Regions from separate parts of the Ovis aries genome. Here region 1 is linked to region 2. Evidence: chromatin contacts called from public Hi-C data. All regions are on one chromosome and are shown on one strand. Each heading gives the region's core, a stretch centred on a gene start, on an enhancer-like site or on the middle of the called end of the contact. The rest is flanking DNA. Distances are from core to core; before and after follow the strand shown. Region 1 has its middle 23 kb from the start of CD27. Region 2 holds the start of VAMP1 (vesicle associated membrane protein 1).

Region 1 (6,874 bases), core at 1,705-4,204, 45 kb before region 2:
CGAGTTCTATGCCTCTTCAGGGAACTAAGATCTCGTAGCCTGTGCAACCCAGCCAAAAAAAGAGAGAGAGAGGCAAAGGATTTTATAATATATTGACAAGAGAGACAGAAATAGGGTAGGATCTAAAGAGTACAGAAAGGGAAGTGAGAATGGAGGGAGGGAGCTGATGGCTGGAAACCAAGCAGAGGAGGCCTTGGCCCGGGGCAGACCCGAGTGAAGAGCAGACACAGAGGGAGCAGTTGGGCAAGAACTGGGGGCTGTGCCCACAGAGCTCCCACATCTGTAAAGTGGGGAAACAAGAGCGTGTAATGAAAAGTAAATGTGACAAAGCACGTGCTTCGTAAACCGCTAGACACCATACAATGTTGGTTTGTTAGCTGGTTTTTCACTAGACTGCAAGTTTTCTCTCTCTTTTTTTTTTTTCCGGCTTGTGGCAAGGCCTTGGGCAAGCCACTTCTGAGTGCTGATTTTGCTTTGCTCCCTCTATTTGCCACTTACCACATTTTACTGTTTGTCCTTTGGTCTCGTGCTTTTCCCTGATCGTAAACCCGAGGGCAAGGCCTTGTACGTATTCCGCACAGTGTCCTTGCTGGCCACCGGCACAGAGCTCAGCATCCAATTAGAGGCAGTTCATTTGGTGTTGCAGGAAGATTAATGGTCTGGTAGGAAAACACCCAGGTTCCGCTCCCAACATCACCATTACTATCCTCGTGACCTGAGAAAGCTTTTCATGACCTGGCTTCACTCACCTGATCAGACTCATTACTTTGTCCTCTGCTTTTACACTAGCCCTTCTGAGATAATCGTTCTCGGGACTAACAGTTCTCAGAACATCGCTTGCTTTTGTATGTTTCTCCACCTATGCCCAATCTCAGGACTGGTAGTTCATACTACCAGTGAAGTATTTCACAAGTATTCTTGCCTTTGTGAAAACTAGGGAAAAGTACCTCCTCATGCCGTGTACTCCTCATGGAGTGCAGGCTGGATTTCAGGCCCCACTCAGCCCTTGGCCTGGCCCCCTGCTGCATGGATCAGCCTGCACACCATTCCCGAAGCCTGGAGCAAACACAGCTAGCCTGCCCAGCAACCCCCTACTCCTCCACCAAGTATCAGCTCAACCACTGCCTCCCCTGTGACATCATCTTCCTCTAGCAGATGTTGTTGGGTTTGGGATTTAAGCTTCCTCTTTTTTTGAAGTAGCCTCCATTAGCGCAATTGTCTTCACTGAATTACGGTTGCTTGTCTACACACCTCTCTACCCCTTTAGATTATTCTCAATGTTTGCTCCTCTTTTATTCTTCACACAAAGGCCAGTTCCTAACGCATAGGAAGTGACCCCTAAAGTGGAGTGAATGAATGAGTGAGTGACTTTTTAATTCTCTGGTGCTCATGATGCTTGTCTGAGAATAAAGGAATCAGAATAAGGGACAGCTGGACTTCCCTTGTGGTCCAGTGGTTTAGATGCTGTGCTTTCAATGCAGGGGGCATGGGTCTGATTCCTGGTTGGGGAACTAAGATTCCACATGCCATGGGACATGGTCAAAAAAAAGAGAAGAGAGAGAGAGATGCCTGAATTTCTTACCAACTCGAGAATTCCCTTTTCAACATGCATTATATAAATGGCTGGTGAGCAAATGAATAGAATCCAACCAAAATAAAATCCCTTTGAAGGTGCAGCTCTAAGGGACGTGGGTCAGTTTGTTTAAGTTTTATTCTAGAAGCAGTGAGTTTTGCCCAAGTTCTATTCTAGAAGCAAGTTATTGTGCTTTTTTAAATCTCCTACATATTTTGTCTTGCTGCTGAGACCTTTCAGAGACATTTCAGACTATCTGAAATAGAGTTTAAGAGGAGCTGCTTTATGAAGCCCTTCCAGAGAGTAGATTGCCTTTCATCTCATTATGCCGCATTAACTATTTCTATTATTGATCTTTCTCAGATACTGTCCCAAAAGGAACGATCATTTCTCTACACAGGGCAGCTCTTTAGCCTCTTTGAAGCAAATGTTCCTTCTCTCACGAGAGAACATTTTACCCTGAATCCTTCCTCCCTCATCAAAGATATTGTCCTTAAGTAGACTTTGTCAGTCTCCCCCAAAAGGCAGTAAGTCATTCAAGGGCATCAAGCCTCTGGGAAGCTAACAGAAGCAGAAGGTCTAGAGTAGGGGCTTTTACAGACTATTCCCTGGTTCCCCAAAGAGTCCAGTAACTCGCTGAGTCTAGTCACAATATTGTGTGCATTTTCCAAAGAGAGATAAGGGTCCTTTTCAGATTCTCAAAGGAGCCCCTTGACCCAGAAAAGCTGAGTAAGAACCACTGGTCTAGAGTCTGGCTAAAATAGACTGGGAAATACAGGGGCTTTTAAGTTCAGATAAGAGGCTCTTCCCTGGTGGCTCAGATAGTAAAGAATCTGCCTGCTGTGCAGAAGACCCAGGTTTGATTCCTGGGTTGGGAAGATCCCCTGGAGAAGGGCAAGGCAACTCACTCCAGTACTTTTGCCTGGAGAATCCTATGGACAGAGGAGCCTGGTGGCCTACAGTCCACAGGGTCACAAAGAGTCCAACACGACTTAGTGACTGAACAACAATAACAATACTCAACAGTACTCTCTGGGGTCATACCAAAGACGAATGCCTCAATAGCCCCAGACTGGAGTCCTTGGAACCGAGTCCATCCACCCATCAGCAGCCCTCCCTGAGGGGCTCCTCCAAATCCCTGGGTCTTGCTGAAACCCAACCTGCTCTGCAGACAGGGCGAAGCTTTGGGGAGGGCGGGGGCGGGATGGCCTTGGAGCCAGATGATTGGGGTATTGGGTTTCTAAGTAGTGCCCTCGCCCAAGACAGAAACATTATTCTGCCACAAGGGGGTACCCAACACTCAGACATGAACCTCTTGCCTCTTGCTCAAAGAAGCTTCTCAAGCTCTGAGCCAAAGCTCCTGGTTATCCAATCCGCCCACAAAGCCCTTCTACCCAAGCCCAGTGTCCCGGGGGAGGCTTAGTCACTCCTTTCTGTACAAAGTTTGTGTATGTTCCTGCTGGCTTCAGTCCTTTCCCTAGAGGTGACCTTGGACCCCACGTTCCTCCTCAGAGTCTCCCTGGATCACATAACTTGAATTGTGAAGACCCTGATCAGAGGCGAAGGCAGCACACACTTGTCTCTCCACTCCCCGGGTTACTCCTGGGCCTGCAGGGCCGTCATTCAGAGCTCTGTCTTTAGGGTGTGTTCACAGCTGTGCACAGAGGTCTGCAGATGCTGGTGGGGTGTTATGAAATCATCTCTAGAGAGCTGTGACCTACTCAGACAGAATTTTAAAAAGGCTGATGCTTTCAAACTATGGTGCTGGAGAAGACTCTGAGAGTTCCTTGGACAGCAAGATCAAACCAGTCAGTTCTATAGGAAACCAACCCTGAATATTCATTGGAAGGACTGATGCTGAAGCTGAAGTTCCAATACTTTGGCCACCTGATGTGAAGAACCGACTCATTGGAAAAGACCGTGACGCTGGGAAAGTTTGAAGGCAGTGGGTGAAGGCAATGACAGAGGGTGAGATGATTGAATGGCATCACCAGCTCAATGGACATGAGTTTGAGCAAACTCCGGTGATGGACAGGGAAGCCTGGCCTGATGCAGTCCATGGGGTTGCAAAGAGTCAGACACAACTGAGCGGCTGAACAACAACAGCAGCAGGCAGGATAAGGAAAACATCCAATACTTATCGAGGCTGAAGGAAAGAGTTATCAAGAATTAGCTGAGGCTTGGGTGGGGTCCTGGGCCGCCATGTACTGTAGCGAGGGTGCAATTTGGACCCAGAAGGCAAGGTACAAATCTAAACCCATCGGAAGGTTATGGACTTAGACAAAATCAAAAATATTAAATTTATAAATGGAGGTTAAAATATTTCAGGGAACTTATTGTATCCAATCGAGAAGACTCGCCTAGTTGTACGTTGGCCCCAGGTCTGGCATCCTAGCTTCAAATCTCTGGCAAATAGATAACTTGAGTCTTCTTGAGACAGTCATCACAGATCCTGTTCATACATTGTCCACTTGAGATAGTAACTCTGTTCCCTTGGTGGACAGGTGTCCTTTTAACTCCAGGAAGGTTTGGGATCGACACAGTGGCATTGCCAGCATGGCTAAGATGAAGCCGCGTTTCTTGAAATTCCCTCTCTGTGTGGTTCCAGATTAGGACTGGCTATGAGAGAAGTGTGAGTGGGGTCTGAAAGGTGGAAAGGCAGAAGTGAAGCAGCAACCACTGCCCTGAGGGTCAGCATGGGTGCTAGGGTGCGGCAGCCCCCACCCAGCGCAGCTGCTCCGACAGTTCACTTTTTCAGCCCAGGAAGCAACAACCAGTCCTGCACAGCCTCCTGCTCCTGTCAGACCTCCCCATTCAGCTATGCCAGCTCCTGGGCCAGGAGTGTGTGCCTCTCCACGGCGGAGGGTGCCAAGCGCTTCTGCAAACAACCCACATCTTCCAGGCTGGAGCTGTGAGGGACAGATGCAGGTTCCACGTGGTCCTTCCAAGCCCTCCCCCACTTCACAGCTGGCATTTCTTCCCGGCTGATCTATGGTGATCACAGACCCTTCATCAGTCCCTAATTCCATGTTACTCCCAGTGGTTTTGCTTCTCCGGTCAAAGCTTAACTGATCCCAACAAGAAGTGATGACGGAAATCAGACTCATGCTAAGCTTCACATATATTTGAGTTCTTTTTGGTTTCTTTTCTTTTCTTTGGTAGCATCACATGGCAATGCAGAATTTTGGTTTCCTGACCAGGGATCAAACCCACGCTCCTTGCAGTGGAAGCTCAGAGTCTTAACTGCCGGACCACCATGGAAGTCCCTCAGTAGATTTTAAAAGATAGATATCTTGGACGGCAAGGAGATCCACCAAGTCCATCCTGAAGGAGATCAGCCCTGGGTGTTTTTTGGAAGGAATGATGCTAGAGCTGAAACTCCAGTACTTAAGCCACCTCATGCGAAGAGTTGACTCATTGGAAAAGGCTCTGATGCTGGGAGGGATTGGGGGCAGGAGGAGAAGGGGACGACAGAGGATGAGATGGCTGGATGGCATCGCCGAGTCAATGGACATGGGTTTGGGTGGACTCTGGGAGTTGGTGATGGACAAGGAGTCCTGGCGTGCTGCGATTCATGGGATTGCAAAGAGTCGGACACGACTGAGCGACTGAACTGAACTGAACTGATCATAAAAAGCATCTTCTCTGATCAATAGAATGAAGTTAGAAATTAATAACAAAATGAAGACTGTAAAATTCACACTATTGTGGAAATTAAACAACATATTTTTACTACACTTTTACATTTTAAACAACTAATGGATCAAAGAAGAAACCACACAGGAAATTATAAAATACTTAGAGGCAAGTGAAAACACAACATACTAAAACTCTGGGGATGTAGTGATTGTGGTACTAAGTGGAAATTTTATAGCACATTTTCCTACATTAAAAAAAGCAAGATTTCAAATCAACAGCCTAACTTTACAACTTAAGGGACTAGAAAAAGAAGAACAAGCTAAACCCAAAGCTAGCAGAGGAAGTAAATAACACAGATTAGGGCAAAGATAAACAAAACAGAGAACAGGAAAACTACAGAGAAAATCACTGAAACCAAAAGTTTGTTCCTTGAAAAGATCAACCAAATCAGTAAACTTTTAGATAGACGAACTAAGAGAAAAAGAGAGAAGACAAATTTCTAAAATCAGAAATGAGGGAATTCCCTGGGGGTCCAGCGGTTAGCATTCTGCATTTCCCCTACAACGGGGCACGAGTTCAATCCCTGCCTGGGGAACTAAGATCCTGCAAGCTGTGAGGAGCGGCCAAAAATAATAAAATCAAATTAAATACACATTACTACTCATTCTGCAGAAATGAAAAGGATTATAAGAGAGTACTGCGAACTGTACACCCAAAAACTGGATAACCTAGATGAAATGAATGAGTGCTTAAAGACACAAACCCTGCGAAGACTACCTCACAAGCAGAAAGTTTGAATAGACCTGTAGCTAGCTAGCAGATTAAATCAGTAATCAAAAATCTCTCAGCAGGCTTCTCTCATGGCTCAGTGGTAAAGAAGCCGCCTGCCAATGCAGGAGACACCAGCTAATCCCTGCTCCAGGAAGATTCCGCATGCCATGTGCCAACTAAGCCCGTGGGCCACAACTGCTGAAGCCCCGTGCCCTAGAGCCTGTGTTCTGAAACAAGAGAAGTCACCGCAATGAGAAGCCCGTGCACCACAGCAGACTAGCCCCTGCCGGCCACAGCTGGAGAGCCCACGCGGCAACGAAACCCGGCACAGCCACAAATTGCATTAATTAATTCAAAAAAAGATCTCAGCAAGCAGCACTGTTTACAGCAGCCAAGACGTGAAAAGAAACTAAGTGCCCGTCAACAGACAATTGACATAAGACAATGTGGTATATATATAAAAAATAGAATATTAATCCGCCACATAAAGAATGAAATATTGCCATTCGCAGCAACATGGCTAGACCTAGACCATATTATACTTAGTGAAGTAAATCAGACAAAGACAAATATTATATACCACTTATATGCAGAAATCTAAAAAATAATACAAAAGAATCTATATTTAAAACAGAAACAGACTCACAGACATAGAAAACTTATGTTACCAAAGGAGAAAGGGTGGGGAGGGGTATGTTGGGAGGGTGGATTAACATCAGCTCAGTTCAGTTCAGTTCAGTTGCTCAGTCGTGTCCGACTCTTTGCGACCCCATGAATCGCAGCGCGCCAGGCCTCCCTGTCCATCACCAACTCCTGGAGTTCACTCAGACTCACGTCCATCGAGTCAGTGATGCCATCCAGCCATCTCATCCTCTGTCGTCCCCTTCTCCT
Region 2 (7,648 bases), core at 2,792-5,291:
ACTATGAACCTTTAGTCATCTGGTTCATTGTTCATCATAAAGTGTTCAGCTCATTCCCCAAGAGCTGCAGGTATTTAAATATGTATCTACCCCAGCCATTGTGTCGACATTGGTGTGTCTTCAGAAGGGACAGGTAAGAATTTTTATAGGGGTCCTCTGAGAAAAAGCAGCTTTACTAACCCCTCCAAACTCCTCAAGGTCTCCAGGGCCTCCAGTGAGTGGTTCTGAGTGCTCTAGCGTACCCTGGTGGCTAGCTCGGGTAATGCAGCTTAGGAAGGCGGCTATCCAGATTCCCTCCCAAGAGAGGAGCCAGCAGAGAGGATGCGGAACCATTCCACATTCCACAGAGAATGTGGAACCTAAGGGTTTTCCTGCCTCCTGTGCGTTGAGACCCAGGAAAATAACAGGGAGGGGACGGGAGCACTCACCTTGCAGTTTTTCCACCAGTACTTCCTCTTTAACTTGGCAGCGCTGCTCTCAAATTGAGATGCACCCGCCTGCAGGGCGTCGGCTCGGTCATCCAGCTCTGACAGCTTCTGGTCCCTCTCTAGGACCTTGTCCACATTTACACGCATGATGTCCACAACCTGAGCAGGGCATGGGAACACAGAGCAGCTAAGCCCCCCCAGAGCTGGGGCCAGCACCCCAAGGCTGCCCTGCCTAATTCTACAGGGTACCCTGCCTCCCAGAGCTGTTAGCTGCCCCTCTACATAAAGAGAAGTTTCCAGACTCCCATGATTTGGAAACTCTCGGAGAAAAAGCTATCCACCTACCTCCTCCACTTGTGCCTGGGTCTGCTGTAGTCGTCTGTTACTGGTCATATTAGGAGGAGGGCCAGGGGGACCCCCACCTGGGGCAGCCCCTTCTGCCCCTTCAGTGGGTGGCTGAGCTGGAGCAGACCTTTGGAGAGAAGGGTACAGAGACAAGAAAGGAATCCCGTGCATTCTCACCCCGCAGCACCAAGGTGGTGGCAACAATAAGGTTATACGCAAACAGCAGGGGTCTAGCTCCTTGGCAATGCCAAGTGGGGTGATACAGAGACGCAAGGCAAAAAACAAAAGATCTTGCAACTGATGGGGCCCAGCGACACCCTGGCTGGAGGGTGGCGTCAAGAGCTCTCATCTGGGCTGTCCTCTGACCCAAACTCAAACGCATGCTCTGGCACGATGGCTACAGGGACAAATGGGCCAGCTGTACCTTAATTGTCATTTCTCTGCCTCCCAGAAGTCAATCTGGAAAACTCAAATACAGGTTAGGAGAATTATATGCAAAAAAACTAAACCTTCAGGACAAGTTTTGGAGAAGGAAATGGCAACCCACTCCAGTAGCCTTGCCTGGAAAATTCCATGGATAGAGGAGCCTGGTGGGCTACAGTCCATGGGGTCGCAAAGAGTCAGACATGACTGAGCGACTGAGCAAGCACTCAGGACAAGCGTACAGACTAACAGCTCTTTTTTTTTTTTTTTTTTTGCAAAGGCTTAATATAAAAATAAAGGCCAAGCGGACAGACTCTGCTCAAGGGGAGTCAGTTATTGGTATGTTTCACGAAGTGTCGTGGCCACTGTAGGACGACTTGGAGAATCACCAAAGGCCTCTGTAGTTGGAGTGAATCAGAACTGTTTGCTTGCTTCATTTTTTGGCAGAGAAGGTTGGGGGTTCACTTAGATAGAACCGGGGCCCAAACCAATTGTGTTAATTGTGAGACTGTTCCAAGAGCCCAGGCAGGAAACAAAAATACTGGACACAGTCCTCAATGTATAGGCATCAGGGACATTCTGTCCCTCCTTTTTCTAGATTTGGCATCAAGTCTAGGAGACTCTCCTAGTTCTTTATGTCCCAAACAGAAATCTTGGTTTACACTGAATAAACACAGAGACCATTCTCTTTCTCTCTTAGCCTTAGGGTGGGGGAATAATCTAGCATGAAAAGTGTTAGTCGCTCATTTGTGTCCAACTCTTTGCAACCCCATGGATTGTAGCCCTCCAGGCTTCTCTCTCCATGGGATTTCCCAGGCAAGAATACTGGAGTGGGTTGCCATTCCTTTCTCCAGGGGATCTTCCCAAATCAGGGATAGAACCCAGGTCTCCTGCATTGCAGGCAGATTCTTTACCATCTGAGCCACCAAGGAAGCCCCATCAAGCATGGAGTCCTCCAAATAAATCCCCCTCCATCTCTCCCAACACATAGAAGCTAAATTCATGTCCTAAAGAACTTTCAGAAGTCTAACCTAAGGCGTGAGCTGTTCTCTGCCAAGGAAGAACTCATAGGTAGGAGATAAATTGCTCAAATTTGATGGAGAAGAGAAATTACAAGAACTCCTCAAACAGAAGCAGAATCTCACAAAGCACACCTCATCAGAGCAGTCCAAGAGTAAACGTACTACGGATGAACCATCACAAAGTCACCAAAAAGGAAAAGCCTTGACTATTCACAATAGAACTAATACCCAGAAGTTCCTCCTAAGTAAATTTCAGTCTAAAGAGACAGAGAATAACCCCTCAGAAAGGCTCTTCTAGCAGATGACACCTGACTCATCCCAGTTAAAAGAATTGTTTTCCCATTTCCCTTTAAGGCACAAAAGAGGCAAAGGAAAGATACGGAGCTCTGGAAGCCACTAGACTCCTCTGCTACTACTGAGCTAAGCAATCTAGTTCTCTGATGAAAGTGGAAAATTCAATGAGTAGGAAGCAGCCGGTGTTTGGTCTTGGAAGTGGTCCAGGCTGGTGGCACCAATGACAAGATTAAGGTCAGAGACCTCGTGACACCCTTCTAGTCACCATGCTTTCCTCACCTCCTTCCTTCATCCCACATGGATGCTATTGGGAACCAGTCAGCGGAGAAGGCTCCCCCTGCCCAAAATGAAAACACAGAGCTTGGCCAAAACACGTAAACTACCATATACAGTTAAAACTGTAGAAATCAAATACGAATAGTTACAAAGCTTTGGAAGGGACCATTTCACTTACTACTTGTTGGGAGTTGGGAACATGCAGGAGTAACATATCCAAGGCTAGTTATAAGCCTTATGTAACATAAGTACATCTTTCCCTTTTTTTGTCACCAAGAGAAGCAACATGAATACGTCTTGGACCAGGCCAGGACTCTGGGCAAGAACGGGAAGTTCTTCCACTTGTCTAGCTATAGTTCTCCCTTAGGATCTTGAGACAGTCATGACCGGATGACTAAATTGATTATTAGAGACTAAACCTAATGTGTTAAGGGAAGGTGGAGGTGCGGGAGTGGTCCTCAGCTCTATTTCTCTTCCAAATACTTGGCTAAGACTCACTGACAGGAAAACACCTCCTCTATGGGTGGCCTTGGGATGAATGGCTGCTCGGAATTGCATACCACTGCCCCTGGAGTCCTTGTGAGCTGCTCACCAGAGAACTGGCAGACAAGTTTCTGAAGCTTTGCTCACTACCAACAGGGGGCTGCTCATCGCGATCGGGTTGAGAGATGGACACAAATGCAGACGCTGCAGAGCAACCCAAGCAGCTAACTGGCAGGTGCACCCATGACTGTCCTTCCAAGAAGCCCTAAGTACCGCCTTGATCAGTGACAAGAAAGAGCCTGGAGCCCCTCTCGGGTGTCTCCACGCCCCACCTTCGCCAGAGACCCGACTGAGGAGTCCCGCAGGCGAGAGGAGAGGGGGCAGTGAAGGTGGGACCCCCGCGCCCCGGCCGCGCCCGTGCGGTGCCGGCTGCGGCTGGTGCAGGAATGGGGTGCTGCCTCCCTTCCCGAGGGGGTGGCCCGGCCCGGGGGCGGCGCGCGGCGGTGGTTCCCCGCGCCGCCGCAGCTGCTGCAATGCGCCATTTTCGGTCCCGCAGAGTCCGGCGCTGGGGTGAGAGTTGGCAACGAGGTGTCGCGCCCCCCACATCACAGTCAACTCACATGTCACCGAGAGAAGAATGAGAGGACCGTTTCCTCTCCGGAGTCTGCGGCTAGACACCCGATCGGGAAACGCTGCAGTGAAGCCGCCCGCACCTCCGAGCTCCGCCTCTAGCAGCCCACCGGAGGTCTAACTGCGGTGGAACTTACTGCAGTTGCCGCGCCGGCCCCAGTCTTTATCAGTGCTGGCCACGCCCCCAGATCAAGCTGACAACCCTGCAACCCAATCCATGCCCAGGACGGGCGCTAGTCCCCGAGGCGAAGGCCGAACAAAGCCTAGAGTGCCCGCCCCTGAAAATTGGCCAATCACAGCTCTCTTCTCATTCTAATTCGGTGGAACTCGGCTCCAACCCTCTGGAGAGGTGGCTCCAGTAATTTGAATTGGACCTTTTTTGGTGCCTCCCAGCCAATCGCTGAGCAGTTCCTCGCGTCCGGGCCCGCCCACGGCCCGTCTCCAGCCAGTCACGCAGCTTCCCCCGACAGCGACGGGCGGGCCTTCGGCTCTCCCGGACCCGGACTCCCGAGCCCCGGGAGCTGCGGGTGTTCGGCGATCTAGGTAGGGCCCAGGTACTCGCACCCTGCCCATCTCCACCTCATCTCCCTGCCTTTGACAAACAGCTCTGAGGAGGCTGAATCCATCAAGGCAGAGCCGCAGGCTCCCGGGGCCAAAGTAAATATCAGAGCTCCTCTCATCCGATCTGCACAACCAACAAGCCCCTCACGCAACGTAAATTTGACTCCCCCTTCCCTCTCGACTCAGTTACCCAAACCAGAAACCTGGAAACTATCTTAGATTTCCTTCCCATTCATTTTCACCTGTCCTCTAACAATTCACCAAGTTCTCCCTCTTAGTATTTCAAGTATTCTCTTCCCTCGTCTCCTTGTCCCACTTCAGATTATTATCTCTTACCTGGATGCCATCAGTTGTAAAACTATTACTTTATGTCCCGATGAGTAAAAAGGTAACAAATACACTGTGACATAATGCCTTCTTATCACTTCGATTTTTTGATTTTGTATTTATTGAAAGTGTAGGTTTCTATAGGTATAGGTTTTTATCATACTTCATTACCATGGAAAAACAGAAAAGAGTAACACGGTAACAGTGTTCCTGAAATCTCACAGACAGCAAATTTTATGATTCATTTTTTTGACTCAGATGTGCATGGTTTCCATACAATGTAGTCCTCTATGCATGCCATCAAGGGCTTTGGTGATGCAGCATTTCTTAAAGGAATGTTCCTTTTCTGTCTCTGGAATTTTCTTCCAAGCCTCAGACTCCTATTTGGCAAATTTTGATTCTTATGAGCCAGTATGACAAATACAATATGACTGTTCTGGCTAACAGTTATAGTCAAACATCCCAATTTATATGTTCAAATAAAAAAAAAAAGAAAAAGTGCCAAATGGCCTCTTAAAATTAATGAAATATAATATCTTCCTGTTTCATCTTGCCCCTCAGTTATAACTATCCTCTAAGAAACCACCAGGGTGATCTATCCAAATGTCACAACCCTACTTGAAAACTTTAAACAATTAGAAATATAATGCATTGATCATATGTGTTTATCCCATCCCCCTTCTGAAACTACGTCAAAATGAGAATTTGTAAATATTGAAAACAAATTATAAACCCTTAAAGACAAATAGAATGGAAGGAATTGGTCCTGACAGCATGAATGGCTAAATATGCCCACCAGATTCATATGAGGTTGCAAAAAAAAAAAACAAAACAGAGAGGTTCCAGTTTAGGCTTATTACAGATAAAGCTGCCATGAACATTCATGTGCAGATTTGTGCCATGCATCATGCCAAGTCACGTCAGTTGTATCCAACTCTGTGACCCTATGGGCTGTAGCCCGACAGGCTCCTCTGTCCATGGGATTCTCCAAGCAAGAATACTGGAGTGGGTTGCCATGCCCTCCTCCAGGGGATCTTCCCAACCCAGGGATCAAACCCGAGTTTCGAATGTCTCCTGCATTGGTAGGCAGGTCCTTTACCACTAGTGCTGCCAGGGAAGCCCATGTGCAGGTGTGCATGAACATAAATTTTCATTGCTCTGAGATAAATGCCCAAGAGTGCAATTGCTGGGTGGTAAAGTAAATACATGTTTAGTTTTGTAAGAAACTGCCAAACTGTTTTTCAGAATGACTGTACCATTTTAGAATCCCACCAGCAACATGTGAAGAATCCAGTTTTTCCACATCCTCATCAGCATTTCAGGGAAGTATTGGAGAAGGCACCCCACTCCAGTACTCTTGCTTGGAAAATCCCATGGACGGAGGAGCCTGGTAGGCTACAGTCCATGGGGTCACGAAGAGTCGGACACAACTGAGCAACTTCACTTTCACTTCTCACTTTCATGCTTTGGAGAAGGAAATGGCAACCCACTCCAGTGTTCTTGCCTGGAGAATCTCAGGGATGGGCGAAACTTGTGGGCTGCCGTCTACGGGTCACACAGAGTTGGACACGACTGAAGCGACTTAGCAGCAGCAGCAGTAGCAGCAGCAGCATTTGGTGTTGTCACTTTAAAAAATTAGCCATTCTAATAGGTATATAGTGATATATTGTTATGGGTTTTTCGTTTCCCTAAAGGCTAATGATGTTGAATATATTTTAATGTGTTCATTTGCCATATATATATCCTCTTTGTTGAAAGATCTATTCATGTCTTTTGCCCATTTTTTAATTGGGTTATTTTTTTGCCTTTGAGTTTTAAGAATTATTTAAATATTCTAGATAAAGTACTTTGTCAGCTAAATAGTTTCTCCCAGTCTCTCTTTTGTCTTTTCATCCCCTTAACTGGAACTTTCATAGAGTAAACATTTTCAATTTTGTTAAGATCCAATTTATGAACTTGTCCTTTAATGCATCACTTTCTGTGTCACACTTTGCCTAGCTCTAGAGTCTCATACTTTTCTCCTATTTTATTTTCCAAGAGTTAGATAATTTTGTTTCATAATCCATTTCGAGTTAATTGCTGTATGAGGTGTGACATTTAGGTTGGGGTTCCTTTTTTTTTTTCAATGGATGTCCAATTGCTCCAGGACTGTTTGTTGAAAAAGAAACCCTTCCTCCATTAAACTGCTTTTGCATCTTTGTCAGAATCAGTTGGGCTGGGAATTCCCTGGCTGTCCTGTGGTTAGGATTCAGCACTTTCACTGCTGCAAGCTCAGACTCAATTCCTGGCTGGGGAAGAGCCCACAAGCCATGCAGAGCCACCAAAAAAAAAAAAAAGACAAGGGAAAACCAGCTGGGCGTATTTGTGCAGGTCTGTTTCTGGATTTTCTATCCGGTTCCATTGATCTATGTGTGTGTCCTTCTGCCAATGACACACTGTCTTAATTATTGTAGCAACAGTAAGCCTTAACATCAAGTAGAATTATTTCTCCCATTTTATTGTGCTTCTCCAAAGTTGGTTTAGCTATTCTAGATCCTTTGCCTAAAAGATCATTTTTAAAAGGCATTTATGTAAACTGGCAAGAAAGTAGATTATTTAAGGACCAAAAGACTAAGTGAACACTGGTGCCTGGAGAGATAACTGGGCACTGAAGCCTGTTTTGCCTTGAGGGCATTTGCTTAAACATTTAATTTAGGCATGGTGGCCTCACAGAGTGCCATTGTGGCATAGGAGACAGAACCCAGGGCCTCCGTAGAGTTGGAGATCTAATAGAAGGCCCTACCATAAAGTCAGAACCCCAAAGGACTATATCCTCACCTAAGAGTGAATTTAAAATATGCTAATATCTGAACTGCCCCT

What was found. A called contact is a pair of places that touch in the nucleus more often than the background predicts.
Region 1: a Hi-C map of tail adipose tissue shows a contact between it and region 2, with 4 times the contacts expected there. The contact joins the enhancer-like site here to the promoter of VAMP1 in region 2. A contact is called at or near these places in 3 of 16 Hi-C or Micro-C datasets (skin fibroblasts and tail adipose tissue).

Annotation. Positions count from the first base shown.
Region 1 is chr3:209,791,086-209,797,959 of ARS-UI_Ramb_v3.0, reverse strand. No RefSeq gene overlaps it. Among named protein-coding and RNA genes, the nearest start is that of CD27, 23 kb to the right of the region's middle. Within about 2 kb of position 2,954, at least 22 of the 54 cell types and tissues checked have an H3K27ac peak or open chromatin away from gene starts, as enhancers often do. A contact at or near this core is called in tail adipose tissue, where this site is marked.
Region 2 is chr3:209,746,681-209,754,328 of ARS-UI_Ramb_v3.0, reverse strand. It overlaps VAMP1 (vesicle associated membrane protein 1), which reads right to left and starts at 4,041. Exons shown (of 4, transcript XM_042248239.2): 1 at 774-4,041; 2 at 429-587. The coding sequence starts at 944.